2 separate regions of the Mus musculus genome follow, and region 2 is linked to region 1. A link is a contact called in public HiChIP or PLAC-seq data. All regions are on one chromosome and are shown on one strand. The core of a region is the stretch at or near the end of the contact, and the rest is flanking DNA. Distances in the headings are between cores, read along the strand shown.

The links. HiChIP or PLAC-seq counts read pairs in DNA pulled down with a chosen protein or histone mark.
Region 2: an H3K27ac HiChIP or PLAC-seq map of extraembryonic endoderm stem cells shows a contact between it and region 1, with 4 times the contacts expected there. The contact joins the promoter of Tcte2 here to the promoter of Pnldc1 in region 1. A contact is called at or near these places in 1 of 115 datasets of contacts at active chromatin or transcription factors (extraembryonic endoderm stem cells) and 1 of 9 other capture datasets (embryonic stem cells).

The regions. Positions count from the first base shown.
Region 1 is chr17:12,906,047-12,913,996 of GRCm38.p6, forward strand. It overlaps Pnldc1 (poly(A)-specific ribonuclease (PARN)-like domain containing 1), which reads right to left and starts at 3,954. Exons shown (of 19, transcript NM_001034866.1): 1 at 3,790-3,954; 2 at 3,416-3,473; 3 at 3,007-3,080; 4 at 452-491. The coding sequence starts at 3,865. Mrpl18 (mitochondrial ribosomal protein L18) reads right to left here. Exons shown (of 4, transcript NM_026310.3): 3 at 7,724-7,950; 4 at 5,309-5,703. The coding sequence ends at 5,632.
Region 2 is chr17:13,758,278-13,766,227 of GRCm38.p6, forward strand. It overlaps Tcte2 (t-complex-associated testis expressed 2), which reads right to left and starts at 3,126. Exons shown (of 3, transcript NM_022311.3): 1 at 3,009-3,126. It overlaps Afdn (afadin, adherens junction formation factor), which reads left to right and starts at 2,264. Exons shown (of 33, transcript NM_010806.1): 1 at 2,264-2,501. The coding sequence starts at 2,397.

The DNA of each region.
Region 1 (7,950 bases), core at 2,704-5,203:
GGCCAAAGAAAACAGGGAGTCATACTGCCCTTGGGGTGCAAAGTCAAAAGCAGAAATAGGCCCATGACCACCCAAATATTCAGTCCAAGCAGCAGGTGAGCACTCCCCCCCCCCCAGCTCAGTCCCCTGTGGCAGCTTCCAAGCAGAGCTGTCCCAAAAAGGTGCACCATTCTGCCTACTGGTGCCCGAGAGCTACCAGGCAGCTTAAACATCTTTCCAGATGTTAACACTCCTTACTGCTTTCCCAAGATGTATGAGCACCAGCGGGAGGAGACAAGAACCAGAAGAACACTTCAGACACGAGGCAGGAGAGGCCCCATTGAGAGCACAGTGCGTATGTGAAAGCCAGAAGTAAGAAGACAGTGTCCAGGACAAAGTGATTCAGACAGCCAAAGTGAAGCTGCCAAACACAGATGGGAGAAGCTGTGTGCATCACAGTCGGCATACATACTTGTTTGACTCTCCTTCGATGCTGGAAAACATGGACAATCCTAGAACAGCAACGGCAGACGTAATGAACACGGAGGCAAAGCCACCTGAGGTCAGCCAAGGACCAGACATTCCTCACCAAGCTTTGTACCCACAGACGTGTGGGGGCTGCAGAACAGGGCACATCCTTACTGCAAAACAGACTCATGGCATGAGATCTACCACACCATAGCGTGTGCCAAAATTACCAAAAATGTACTCATGGCCGGTTTCCCAAACGTGGTAAATCAACATTTTTGTAGCTTTAAAACAAGCCAAGAGTCAGGCCCAATGGCACATGCCTTGTAATCCTGCCACTTGAGGAGGAGGCAGGAGGATCAGAACCTGAAGAGTCTGGCTACATTTCTTCTTGAGAAGCTAAGGCAGGAAGAAATATGAGTTTGAAGCCATCCTCTGTTTCCATGTGAAATTCTGTCTCAGAAAAACTAAAAAATCGGGGCCAGCAAGATGGCTCAGTGGATAAAGGCACTGGATAAAGGCAGTGGCTAAGTAAGCCCTGAGGCTGAGGTAAAAGTGAAAGGGCGGAATGCACCCACCAAGTGACCTGACCGCCACACATGTCCCACACTCATACATCATAAATAATGAATAGGGCTGGAGAGATGGTTCAGCGGTTAAGAGCACTGACTGCTCTTCCAGAGGTTCTAAGTTCAAATCCCAGCCACCACAACCATCTATAATGGAATCAGATGCGTTTTACTGGTATGTCTGAAGGCAGCTACCGTGTACAATAAGTAAGTGATATTTTACAAATAAATAATGAATAAATTAAAAAATTTTAAAACTCAAAACAACCAAAAAGGGTCAACGTGAATTTTTTGGGGGGGAGGGGGTGGGTTTTTTGGTTTTTCGAGACAGGGTTTCTCTGTATAGCCCTGGCTGTCCTGGAACTCACTTTGTAGACCAGGCTGGCCTCGAACTCAGAAATCCGCCTGCCTCTGCCTCCCGAGTGCTGGGATTAAAGGAGTGCGCCACCATGCCCCGCTTACGTGACCACTTTAAAATCTCTGTATTACTATGTTATATAAGTCACTCAAAGTGGGAACCTTCCAAAGTGGTGGAAAGCAAAAGAGCTTAACCAAGAGTGAGTGTTTGAACTTCTCAAATAGATCTTATTAAAAAAAAAAAAGGCAGCAGCAAAACACAAGAAGAAAGGAGAAGCGGCCCCAGGTGTCAGCACACATAAACATCCATCCTCAGAGAAAGCAGCAGGCAGTAAAACCTGGCCCACAGCTTGGTTTTATAATACATTTTACTGAAAAAGTCAGGACCTCCATTACAAAGGTGGGCCTTGTAAAAGAAATCACAGTACCTGCAAATACTATCTAGCATTTATGCTATCTGGTCCTTCACATAAACTTGTAGACCCCAGTATTATAAATCAGAATCAAACCAGAATATTTTTTAGACTATCAGGTCGGGTTCATTCCCAGGGGTTTTGTATATGAACGCCAATTCACCGTTGCTGGTGTCAGTCTCCGAGAGCACTGTGGATGATAAGCTGTATCGTCAATGCTTTAATGCACACACTCTAACTCAGTCTCACTGATGGAAATATCCCAGATATACAAAAGTGCACTAGGTGTGAAAATAGGAAGGCTGTCAGTAAGCAAAGATGCTTTTCATTGTAAACAAATGGTTACTACACATACTTTATTTAGGACACTAAGTTCTTTTTTTTTTTTTTTTTTTTTTTTTTTTTGGTTTTTCGAGACAGAGTTTCTCTGTGTAGTCCTGGCTGTCCTGGAACTCACTCTGTAGACCAGGATGGCCTCAAACTCAGAAATCCACCTGCCTCTGCCTCCCAAGTGCTGGGATTAAAGGCGTGCGACACCACGCCCGGCAGGACACTAAATTCTAATCTGTACTTTGTTTTTTTATGGATTTGTGAAAAGGACCAGGTCTGTATGGCAACACAGCCTCCTAAAAGCCATTAAATGAAAAAACAAAATGTAAAACGTGTTCAATCTGTTCTTGTAGGTTTTCTTTTGAAAAAAAAAAAAAATCACACATACTGGGGCCAGGGAGCTGTCTCAGTGGTGGTCAGGGATCTGGGTGACTCATATCCATCAGTAACTCCCGTTACAGGGGATGTGACATCCTCCTCTGACCACTCTCCAAGCATCTCAGGCCTGTGGAGCACATATATACATGCAGGCAAAACACTAAAGACATATAAAAAAAATCTTCTAATCACCCACACTCACAGTCAAAACATACACTTTTGCTCAAATGATAAAATAGGTTTAACAGTGATTGTCTTGCATTGGTCTATTTAGGCTATGAAATAAAAGCCTGTTAAATTCTGCTTGGCCCAAACCACCATCTTTCACACTGTAAATGTTCCAGGTGGTGTACACACACACACACACACACACAGACTTAAAACAGAACAAGCATACAAAATGATACACAATATCTTTGAAAAACGCCAAAGCTGGTTTTACCTACAGGAAACCCAGACAGTAAAATAGCTTCTAGAATGATCCGTAACAAAGAAGTGAACATCAGACTCACCAATCTGACAGATTGTAAACTGCTGAACACTCTGCCGGGTCTTCAGATACCACTCAGATGGCAAGTCAAAAAGACTGTGAAGAAAAAGGCATCTCACTGCATAGGCAAGGGGATCAGAAGCAGGTAGCAGGTCTCTGCAGCGCGTGCCTGTCATCAGAGACCTACTACCCTGTTACCACAATTAGAAAGCCTATCAGCATTTGGCCAGTAAAAGTCACTTATTGAGAGATTTCTCCACACACACACACATATAATAATAATAATAATAGTAATAATAATAATGATAATAATAATTCCTCCAGTACACACCAAAAACAAAAACCAGCCCGCAGGAGCCTGATCAGACACAATGTTTGTCTGGTAGGGTCTAACTAAGGAGACACCGGTGAGGTAAGACAGTAATTAGTACCTGATCTGTTGGGGCCGAGACAAGTTTGAACGCAGACCTGTGAACTCTATATCCAGACCTACGGGAGCACAAAACAGACAAAAATCCTCAGGCACAGAGCAAAGCACCACCTTTCACACTGCAAATGCCCCAGGAGGTAAGCAGCTGTACACAGTCATGGAAAACAGAAACAGAGTATGTGGTCCCAGACAAGGCTGTCCAGAGCTGCGGGTTTGATTGCTTGAAGCCCCCCTGGCCGAGTGGGAAAGGAAGCCTCCTGTCCTTCCTAGGACGCTCTCTGAGCTCCTCTGGCCTGGAAAGCCATACCGTACACAAACACCAAACACCAGTTCCCAGGCTGTCCCTGACAGGCCCTGCAACCCCAGGCACCTTACCCACGAAGTCCGCACCCGCGACAAGCTCCTGCAGGAGTGGAAGGCTCTGCTCAAATTCGTCCGCGCCCACGTCCATAGCCGCTAGTCCCAGGGCGCGCCGGATGCGGCCACGTGCTGCCCACGCGTTTCCGCTGCGCAGGGCCTTAAAGCTCGTGCACGTGTCACACCAAGGCCAGAGCCGGCTGGTGGGAGTTTCAGTGTGGAGCTCACAGCCTTGATCTTCTCATGCTGGGAAAAGTGGAGACTGTTGCCATCAAGAACTGCCAGCTTGCCGGGCGTGGTGGCGCACGCCTTTAATCCCAGCACTTGGGAGGGCAGAGGCAGGCGGATTTCTGAGTTGGAGGACAGCCTGGTCTACAAAGTGAGTTCCAGGACAGCCAGGGCTATACAGAGAAACCCTGACTTGAAAAAACAAAAAACAAAAAACAAAAACAAAAACAAAAAAACTGCCAGCTGTGCTGAAAGATCATTGGTACCGGCGATCAGCTAGTATGGCCTTTAGCCTATAGAAACGCCTGCCAGCGATACCAATGCCCAGCCTCCATGCTCATTGTTCATGGTCTGATACACCCTCTCAGTTCTGGACTTAGTCCCCTAGAGAACCTGGGCTTCTAAGTGAGATGCTTCAATCCGTATTTAACATGAGGGAAGAAAAAAATATACGTGTATATTCCTGTCTCCAGTTTGGTATATATTGATCAGACTGACTCATGCTATTGAATGCTGAATGCCTCGGCATCAACGCTTTAAAAAAAAAAAAAAAAAAAAAAAACTGAGCCATGCTTGTCACTTGTCTAAAATAATGAATACGTGACTAATATGAAGCCGCTTTGTTTACATGTCTTTTTCACATTTTAGCAACTTTCGGAGAGGGGTTGTGATCTCCCCAAGCTCCAACCTAAGCTATCTAGCATGACAATTTTCAATACATTTTATGTATATTTTGCCGGCACTACATGTGTGCACTACGTGTTCACAGTACCTGCCGAGGCCAGAAATGGGTGTTGGGATTCCTAGAACTGTAGTGCTGGCTGTGAGCTGTTCTCTGGGTCATGGGTACCAAATGCAAATCCTCTCCAAGAGCAGTGAGTGCTCCTAATCACATCAAGCCATCGCTCCAGCCACTTGTGTGATTATTTCTAAAGCATTTTCTACAGTCACATTTGAATTCCCACTTAAAGGCAAAGTAACCCATCATTCCCACCTCCCATTGGCTGCTCCTCACACTCATTTCCTCTCTAAGATATGCCTGAAATCACTAGGGGGTGAGTCCGGGAGGGGGGGTGGTGACTAGAAGGCACGTGTGATATTATCTCCACATATTATTTCTGAGTTTACAATTGCACTGACATTAAAAACAAAACAAACAAGCCCAGCCCACATCCCGGGCAGCAAACAATCCTCCTTCCCCATGACTAGCCAGGAACCGTCCCTGCCGGCCAGTGCTTCACAGAACTCCACTCGTGCCCTGTAGCCACCGGGTGTTTACAGAGCACAACACAGTAAGGGTTCACAGTTTGTTATAAACACTTTAATTTGTTCTTTGAATAGTGACTACTTTCCTTAAATACATCTCATGTCCAAGAATGAGGACACCTTAAGCCCTTGATTAAAACAATGAAATCACACAAGCACACACAGAAGTGGAAAGAAGCTAACTTTAAATAAGTTTTCAGTCACATTATTGCTCTGAAGCTTTCAGTCTGGTTCTCCTTCCAAATGCTTCTTCCTTCCTTCTTTTCTTCCTTCCTTCCTTTCTTCCTTTTAATGCAGATGCTTTCCTTTGGTGGCTGTAGATGGTAGTTTTATATTACACTGCCAACAACAGTTAACACTTCTATTTCATTCATAGATTCTTCGAGGCTCCCGAAGCATCACGCCACTTTCTGTCATGGCATTTTGTAAACGTTTTATCTAGTTTGGAGATCGAGAAGAGAAAAAAAAAGGAAACACTGTCAGCCTCCAAAAAAACCTGAAAATCGGTTTGTTTTCCAAGAGACAAAGAAACCACTGACCTCCCAGGGTACATATGTGTTTCTCTGACTGATCTTAAGAACATAGATGCTGGGGTAAAGGTGCAGAAACTGGGGAAGTAGCCAACTAATGGCTGGTCCAGCAGGAGACCCCTGCCATGAGAGGAAGCCTACCCCTGACACTGCCTGGAGGGCCAGAAACCAGAGGCTGGACCAAGACCTAGGATGGAACCAACCATGTCTGACCAAAGAAAAAAAAAGTCAATGAAATGATTCCTAATAATATTCTATTGTATGCAGACAAGAGCCTAGCATAGTTGTCATCAGAGGCTTCATCCAACAACTGATGGAAGCAGATGCAGAGACCCACAGCCAAACATTAGGCAGATTGTGGAGAATCCTGAAGAAGAAGGGGTGGGAGGGAGGATTGTAGGGACCAGAGAAATAAAGGAACCAAGCAAACCCATAGAATCAACAGGGCCCACAGGGACTCACAGAGACCGAACCATCAGGGAGCCTGCGTGGAACTGATCTAGGCCCCCTTCTTTATGTTCTGCTTGTATAGCTTGGTCTTCGTATGGGACTCCTAACAGTGGGAAGGGGGCTGTCTCTCTTCTGCCTAGTTTTGGTACCCTTTCCTCCTCCTACTGGGCTGCCTTGTCCAGCCTTAGTATGAGGGGAGGTGCTTAGTCTTACTGCAACTTGATATACCATGTTTGGTTGACATCCCTAGGAGGCCTGCCTTCTTCTGAAGAGAAATGGAAAAGGAAGGGGTGGAGGATGTTGGGCTGGGAAGAGGAGGGAGGGGAAACTGCCATCAAGATGTAATATATGATATAAAAATTAATAAAACACATATGAAAAAGGAAATGGAAAGATATCAGGGATCAGCATATTCAACAAGATGCCAGTATATGGGCTGGAGAGATGGCTCAATGGTTAAAAGCACTGACTGCTCGACCAGAGGTCCTGAATTCAATTCCCAGCAGCCATGTGGTAGCCCACAACCATCTGTAATGGGATCTGATGCCCTCTTCTGGTGTGTGTCTGAAGACTGCTGCAGTGTACTCATATAAATAAAAAAATAAAATAAATCTTAAAAAAAAAAAAAAGATGCCAGTATAACAACAGGAAGTGCAGTGCTAACATCCTGGACTAACGGGTCTCAGTCACCCAGCAATACCAACTTGCAATACCGACTGACCTCAGTTTGTACAGAGAATGGGAACACAAACTCCTATGGACTACTGCAAAAACCAAATGTCACAGGATCCAGCCAAGGCCCACCATGTAGAATACCCTCAAGAAAATAATGTAAGCACACCTAACACCAAGAACTAACCAAAACTCTCTGGCGTCTCTGCGTGTTGCTAGAGATTACACACGCAAGGTAGCGGCGCTCTCAGAGCTGTGCCCCCAGCTCTGGACCTTCTGTGTATCATGGATGAAACAGCCTCCAGCATGCATTACCAATGAATAACTTGCAGTTCCTGGCCTTCCCACTTAAAATTCTGAGACAAAGTCTTACTAAGTTATTCAGGCAAGCCTAGAATTTGAGATTCTTCCAAGTCAACCTCTTGACAGCAGGAATTATTGACCCTTGTCACCAAAAACAACTGATCTTGTTCCCCCACCCCCTCTATTTTTAAACAGGATCTCACTATATATCCCCAACTAGATGGAACTTCCTTGGTAGACCAGATTGGTCCTAAACTCAAGAGATCTGCTTCTACCATACCACACCAAATTTTTGTTTCTTTTCTGCTTTCTTTTTTTGTTTCTTGAGACAGGGTTTCTCTGTGTACCCCTGACATTCCTGGAACTCACACTGTAGACCAAGCTGCCCTTGACCATGGAGATCTCTTGCCTCTGAGACCTCCCGAGTGCTGGGATTAAAGGCATGCACCACCATTCCTAGCCGAATGTTTACCTTTTAAGTAAATACATAGAAATACAAGTACCGAGTCTGAGGACGCCTCCCACGGGGTGGGCTGGTAGACCATGAAGTTGATTCCTGCTTCTAAGCACCGCTGTGCCAGCACTCGCCCAATGCTCTCACAAGCCACCACGTTTCTGGTACTATAAAGGTGTTTTTTAATAGCCCATTCTCGAGTGGATGCTGAAACAACAACCTGGCCGTTAAGATGCTCAACAAATGCTTCTACGTGATGCTGAGTCTTTACAACTC
Region 2 (7,950 bases), core at 1,876-4,375, 850 kb after region 1:
ACCGGATTACAGTCAGCCTCATCTAGTGCACTTTGTTTGACTTCACATACAGTCTTTCATTGAATCTGTTTCTGTATTGTACGTGGTTAACAAAGCTCAGGGGGCTTTTAGGCTCTTCTTCCTTTTCCACATCCTGCTGTCAGGTGTGACCAGTCACCATGCTTATGGACAAAGAAGGATCAGGGCTTCATCTTTACTGTCATCTGAGTATCTTTAAGCATAACTCTATGATGCTGACGACAGAACCTAGGACCTCATGAACTTTGGAAACCTTTTGGCTTAAGCACCTGTCCCCTTCATATTCAGGATGTAGGCTGTTCTATAATGGCTACCTACATCCCCTCCGTCTTTTATGGATAGCACAACACATGACTCAGAACATTGTTTTGGTTCCCTTTTCTTTTTCTTCAACTTCTAGGAGGTCAATTCCTCATCCTCCTGCCACGCCTCCCTGTTCTTGGAACACAGGCCTGGCCTACCACTCCCCATTTATCGCTGCGTCTCAAACAATGAGGATTAGTGGAATAGTGGGCCCAGCCTAAAGCTCTCCTTGGTTGAACACATAATAGTTCGGGTCTTTTCGGCTGTGAGAAAAATCACAGGTATTCTGTAGATTTCAAGCCGTTATCAATATACTAAATACTTACAATGCATTATACTTTGGGAACTGGTTCACTTGTGAAGATGATACAGATGGAGCTTTTTAAAGTAAACCAGAAACCAAGGGCAGCGGACATGGATTTAGCCCTGCACTGTCTGTTGGCTTCTCTACATACATATTTCTTCCCATAAAAACAACGCTGCAGAGAGCCTTTCTCGGTCTCTAGCAATACTGAATGTTCCCTTTAACAACACAGTGGCATGGGTGTTAGTTGTCTAATTGCTAGCTTTGCAAATTCTGTAAAAGCCAGTTCTTCAGCAGGAATACAGCTCATGCTGTGAAAACCAGTTTACACTGGCTCTGTCAGGGGAACTCTGAGTGTGGAGGCTAGTGAGGGCCTTGAGCGGCACTGACAGTCGAGTCCACTCAGAAGCACAAGGACTTAAAGGCACAAAATGCTAGGACAGGAAGACACATTCATACACATATGCTTTTTTTGCAAATCGCCCCCCTTTAACTTCCAGAAGAGGACGAGGGGTCTATAGAAGAATTCATTCCCCATGGCACGAGTTCAACACCAGGCTCCTCTGCTGAAAAGCCTCCTTATGTAGCCTTGCTGCGCTAGTGCAGTCGCAGAGCAAACGGAGACAAAGCCCAGCCTGGAGGACAGATGCTCTTCTTTCTGACAAAAGAAGAAATCTAACTGGTAGAGAGAAAACATATCTTCTCACTGGAAAAGGGAGAGAGAGCAGAAATAAAAGAGGGCATGTCAAATACAGCGTATTGCTCTCTTAGCTCCGGTGAAGGCTTTCCCTTAGAGCATGCCAAACACCAATTTTACCTGGATGAACAGGGGAAAACAGCTCTTTCCGGATGTGTTCTCCAGCAAACAGATTGTTTTTGGCACGGAAGAGGCAATGAAAAAGACAAAGAAACAAACGTTCTCTAAACCCCAGAGCATTTGCTGTTCAAGATAATTTTTGGGTTTCTAGGTTCACCGGGAGGCTTTAAAAGATTAACAAAACTCACGCTAGTGTCTCTCTCTCCCCGTTCTAACTCAGATTCGTTGTTTTCCCCGAGGTGGCATGCGCTCCGCGGAGACACAAAGGGCGCCGCCGCTCCCTGGCCGGGGTTGAGGAATGCGGGGGATCCAAAAGGCACCCTGAGCCGGAGGAGGGCTCGGAAAACATTTGCACTGACGCTCACACACAACCATAATAATTTATCTTTCCTCCGGAGAAAGGTCAGCTGGGATTTGACCCCAGCAGCCAGCGCAGCCCAGGCGTCAGGGCCGCGGCGGGATGGCCGGCCAGTTCCGCCGGCCGCGCAGCCCACGCCCACCTGTCCATCCCGCTCTGCAGCTCCGGGTCGCCCCGCCCGTCAGGGCGCCGCCCCTCTGCTCGCCAGCTCGTCCGCCACCCCTGAGCCTGCCCAGGGCGGACCGAGCGCGGCCGCAGGACCGAGCGGCTCCGGTGAGGACTCACGCCTCCGGCACAGAGCGAGTGCGGCCCGCTGACACCCGACGCGCCCCTGCACGCACGCACGCGCGCGCGACCACGCGGCAGCACCTAGCGGCGCGGCGCGCGCTCGCGGGGACGCGCACGGCGGGCGGGCGCGCACGGCGGCGGGAGGGCGGGGGGCGGCGCTCGGCGCACCGGCCGCGGCTGAGGCGGGCTGAAGCGGCGCGGGCCGGACGCGGGCCGAGCCCGGCGGAGGACGCGCGGCGGCGGCGGCGGCGGTGAGGCGGCCTGCGGTGTTCCGGCCCGGCTGGCCCTGGGGAGGAGCGGCCGCGATCATGTCGGCGGGCGGCCGCGACGAAGAGCGGCGGAAGCTGGCCGACATCATTCACCACTGGAACGCCAACCGGCTGGACCTGTTCGAGATCAGCCAGCCGACCGAGGTGAGCGCCGCCGCCGCCGCCGGGGTGCGAGGGGAGGGGGCCCGCGCGCGGGCCGGCGACGCGGAGGCCGCGGGAGGCAGAGCGCGGTGGGGTCCCGCGGCCGCCCCTCCCCCGCTGGCCTGCCCGCCCGCCCGTCCGCCCGCGGACCCGCCCTCGCCCGCGGCCCTGTCCCCTCGGCCTCCGCCCACCGTACTGGCCAGCGGGGTCCCTAGGGGCGCTCGTCCTTGTCGCCTCCTGCGGTGCCCCGCCGCCCGGGCGGGGTCCAGGGCGGCTTGGTGGCCGGCGCAGAGGGCGGGCCGGCCACCTGCGCGCGGAGACACACCTGGACGTGCACTTGTGTCCCCGGGACTCCGCCTGGCCACCCACGTGGGTCCTCAGACCCCACCTGTGTCACCCGCATCCTTTCCAGGCGCGCACTTGTGTCCTCAGGCCCCGCTTGCGCCCACAGGACTGCACCTGGCCGCCCACCTGTGCGGCACGACCCACCTGTGCCCTCCCGGCCCTTACCTGCCAGCGCACCGGTCCCCGTCGCGGCCCACGCAGGCCGCGGGCCTTCCCCTGCGGGATGCGCTCCTCGCCGCCGGTTTCTTTGATGGCGTCTTCGAACCGTCGGGACGCGGATCTCGGCCCCTCCGAGGCCACGTGACCGGCCGATGCCCGCGGCGGTGTGAGCCCCGTGCGCCCCACGGCGCGCGTGCGTTCTAGCCCGGCGGGGTCCGGTGGCGCGCAGCGGGCAGACAGATAAACCCCTGCTCCAGCCCCGTGCGCTGGCGGTACGCAGCGGGGCTGCGGGAAGCGTTCTGGACGATCTTGGGGGTGGGGTGAGGGCCGGTATCCAGCCAGCCGGTTGGTACCGGGGAGACTGTCGGAGGAGTTCCGTGGCCGGCGGGAAGCCTCGGGGAAGCCTCCGTTAGACAGCGGGCCAAAGGGCGTTTGGTTAAGTTGTGGCTGGGCAGACCTGTTCCACGCGACCCCACACTATACCCAGGACTTGTGCCGGATTTGGAAATAGCTCTGGCTTTGAAACCTAAGAGGTGCTTGCTGAAACACAGCAGCCAGCGCTTAGCCGCGAACACAGATTTGGTAGATCTGAGCAGTCTTCTCAGATTGACTTAATTTTGCCGGTGGAGGAAGGCAGGTTTTCCTCTCCTTCCCTCTCACCTTCTTGTGAGCACACTTGACCTAGTTAGAGCCCTTTCTCTCGATCCCTATTTGACAAGCTAAGGTAAATTATTAGGTTCAGGTGGCCAATTTGAACACCGGTGGATGTTAAGTTACTCCTGATTCATAATTCATCTTCTGTAACGATTTTACGAGTTGTATTTTAGTAAGCAAATTTACTGTGTAGTTAGTGTTCGTTCATAGCCTTACAAGCGACTCTTTAGAAAGGAGCCCTGAATCAATATAGTTTCAGTATTATTTTGTCTTTCAGAATAATTAGCTTGATTTTTTTTTTTTTAAATGGCAGGATAAACTTTGCAAGTAAAATATTGCTAGTCAAGTGAATTCCCTTGTTCCTCCCCCTCCCCCAGAGTTCTTATCTGATTAAGAAAAGATGTGTTTTCTGTTGAGAAGTAACAGCTTAGTGTTTTAGTCTTAAATTGAGGAGTTAGCTTTAAAACATTTTAAATTAAATATTTTAGATTTAACTGGATTCTATTCTATAAGCATTCACTTGAAACTTTATCATTTTGGAGAGATGAACAGTAAAGTTGCATGTTTTGTGGAATGTTCCCCCCCCCCCCCCCCAGTTTTCTGCAGGTAAAGAGTTGTGTAGACAATGAAAAAAATTACAGGACTTAAATGAAATTATCTTTTTCATTACCCTCTCTTACATCTGAACATTTCTATTTTTAGAAACAACTTGTAATTGAAAGCCTTTCATAATGAAATTAATTTGTTTTCAAAATGTAATGGCTAGCTCACATTTTCTATTTTGTTGTTTTAGAGAATCTTTGAGTACTATTAAAATTATTCTGTTCAATTTGAAGCTGTTTTTTATTAGCACACTATATCATATAAGTAAGCTGAGTTCTATGAGTAGTGTAAGACCAGTGGCTGCAGCCTGTTGTGTCTGAGCTGCATCTGCAAACAGTTTTACCATCCTGTTTGCTTCTTATTCCATTTGGCTGTTACAATTAAGCAGGTTTCTACAAGAGGATAGGAAGTACACCAACCCCTGTAGATGTTCAGTGACCATTGAAAAGATTCCCTGCAGAAGTTGATTTGTGGGAAGGTTTAAGCCTTGTATTTGTTTAATTGGGCAGTCTTTTATGCTTGTTGGTGAGAGCATGATGAGTGTTTTCTATTGTTTGTTTATTTTGGTACAGTGTTGAGTGTCACCTGTGACTTGGTTGTGTCTGGTGGTGATAGCCACTGATGGATGAGTCTTCGCTTTCTCTGTGGGTTACATTTACCTTTAAAGAAAATGCATCATCCTGATTAAGCTTGCACTTCCCTTCACGTTTACAGTTCTGTGTAAAGGGACCCGTTCTGGGAACCAGCAAGGTGTTGCTGAGCAGTTTTCAGTCAGTCCTTAACTTGGGACTTGTGTACTTCTTGAAAAAAAGAGTTAACAGTCTAAACTCAACGTGAACATTTTATGACTGGGAGATTGATGTTAACTCAATTAATACCATGGCCACTATAGAAACTGATAAACATTTTCTCAAAGCATTACTGGACTCTTTCCTTTTAAAATTAGGGCTTTGAAATTAGGGATTTCTGATGATTTTAATGGGAGAGTGCCCCTTTGAATCTTTGTTATTTTCCAGTACTGTTTAAGAAGTCTTCTCTGGTCATCCCCAGGTCTTACCTAGACTTGTCATCAGAATTGCTGTTTTTTTCTCCCTCTTCATTACACAAGGCAAGAAATGAAATATTTATCCTTGCAGAACTGCTGTCTGTCACAGTTGGTACTTAGTAAGCATAAAGAAAGAAATATTGAATATTCCTGGCAAAAAAAATTATAAAAATTCATTGAAAATTGTTCACATAGTAAAAATTTGTTTTGTTCTGACTTTTGCATAAAGGTTATGCTGATAAACTTTGCTAAGTTACTGACTTTAGCTTCATGAGATACTTTTTAGTCATTCACTATTTATTTAATTCATTGTTGCCTTTTTGCCTCTGGGGAGAAATAATCCAGAATTTGTGTACACCCACATGTGTTTTATTATAGGTGAACATGATTCATTCTAATTCCTTGGTTATTCTTGAGAAGTCATGTGATGATATTACACATGATGTGTGCAAAAAATAACATGGAGAATTGCCAGGAGAGGTGGACTAGGAAGTGTTCAGGAGAAGCGGTGGTAACTGCATAGCTTATTATAGCTACATCTGTCTTTCAGACTGGCACTTAGGGGTAATGATGCTTTGTCATGCAACCTAATTATATTTGAAAACTTTGAAGGTAACAGTTGTAGTTTAAGTATTGGTACTGATGAAAATCTTTTTTTTTCTGTGACTATAAATGAAACAGGTGGTAGTTGTTGGTGAGCTTTAGTATTCATAGATCCTTTCTTCCTTTTCTTTTTCTTTTTTCTTTTCTGTCATGTCAGGGTTTCTCTGTATAACCACCTTGGCTGTCCTGGAACTCACTTGGTAGACCACTCTGGTCTTAAACTTTGAGAAATCTGCCTGTCTCTGCCTCCCAAGTGCTTCTGTACCACTGTGCTCAGTCATTCTGTTAGTGTTTACTTTTATTGTTATTGTTTGAGACAGAGTCTTCCTGAGTAGCTCAGACACGCCAGCAGCTAGTGATTCTCTGTCCCAGCATTCTCAGTGCTAAGATTATAGATGTGTATACTTGGCTTTTTTTTTCCTCCTTAGCTTATTGACCTGTAGTTATTGTTATGATTTTCTAAAGTCTTTATGTCCTGTAATAACTGATGTAAATTTTGTGTTTCTATAGCTCTTATCCAAATTTATGTACATAAAACAATTTCAGATGATGGCATTGTCCAGAAGTATTTTTTTTAAATTGGATATTTTAGTTGTTTATATTTCAAATGTTATCCCCTTTTCCTGTTTCCCCTCTGCAAACCCCTATCCCATCCCCCCTTTACCCTCCTTCTATGAGGGTGCTCCTCCACCCACCTGCTCCCTCCTCACTGCCTTAGCATTCCTCTATACTGGGCATCAAGCCTTCACAGGACCAAGGGCCTCTCCTCCCATTGATGCCAGATAAAGCCCCTTTAGCTCCTTCAGTCCTTCCCCTATCTCCTTCATTGGGGGATTCCTGTGCTCAGTCCAATGGTTGGCTGAGAGCATATGCATCTGTATTGGTCAGGATCTGGCAGGATCTCAGGAGGCAGCTGTATCAGGCTCCTGCCAGCAAGCACTTCTTGGCATCAGCAATAGTGTCTGGGTTTGGTGTCTGCATGTGGGATGGATCCCCAGGTGGGGCAGTCTCTATTCCACTCTTTTCCCCTGTATTTCCTTTAGACGGGAGCGATGTCCAGAAATATTTTAACAGGTTAATGTGTAATTGTTAGATGGTTGAACTGCTAAAACCTGTTTACCTGAACATCTAACTTGTAAATACTTTATATCTTGCGTTTCTGTTTGAAGTTCACACATAAGTGGAAGTAGAACTGCCAATGCCTATAACATTAATTTCTTCAAATCCTATTTTAATGATGGTTCTTAAATGCTTTAACCTCCCATACAGCCCACCACCCACCAGAGGTAGTAGAAAAGAAAGGTCATGGGGGAAGTGGACCTGTTTAGAAAGGTACTTTGTAGCAACTCCCATCTGTGTTGTCTGGAAATTGGCAGTTCAGTTCACAGGTTAGCAGGCAGCTGCAGCTTGGTGCACACGCAAACACTTCATGGATACACCAGCAGTCCAGTTCAGATGAGTTAGGATAGTTAACACGAATCAGCAGTGGTGGCACTATCTAGTAGAGACAGCTAGGCCACAGCCTGGCTCCAGTCAGCAGGAAGGACCAGCAAGAACACTAGGAAAAGTTCTCAGCTGTGCCTCTCAGGGAAGTGAGGATCAGCGAAGACTTGAGATCTGCAAGCATTGTACAGCGAAGTGTTGTACCAGCAAGTGAAGCTCTCTGTCACTCTGTGGGGTCCTATTTATACCCTCCAAACATCATGTGTCCTTCAAGTGTCTTGCCTCAGCTCCTATATTCAATCAGCCTGAGTTTGCCGAAGTGGCAAGAAACAGCACTACATCACCAGAAGTTTTTTTGGTGCATTTCTCTCTATGGGTCCTGACAAATGCAGCTCAACTAAGCAATGTAAGGCAGACCAGTACCTGCATGTTGTTAGCAAAGAATCCTTCATCACGTGTCCTTTCATGTTCTTGCTTTAACAGAACATCCTCTCTCGTGTCTGCTTCAGCGAAACCTTCCTTCAGACTCTGCCTTGGTCTTTCACCCCTGTGTCCATTTTAACGAAACGAAATGTTCCTTCACTTGTTTGCCCCAGCAAA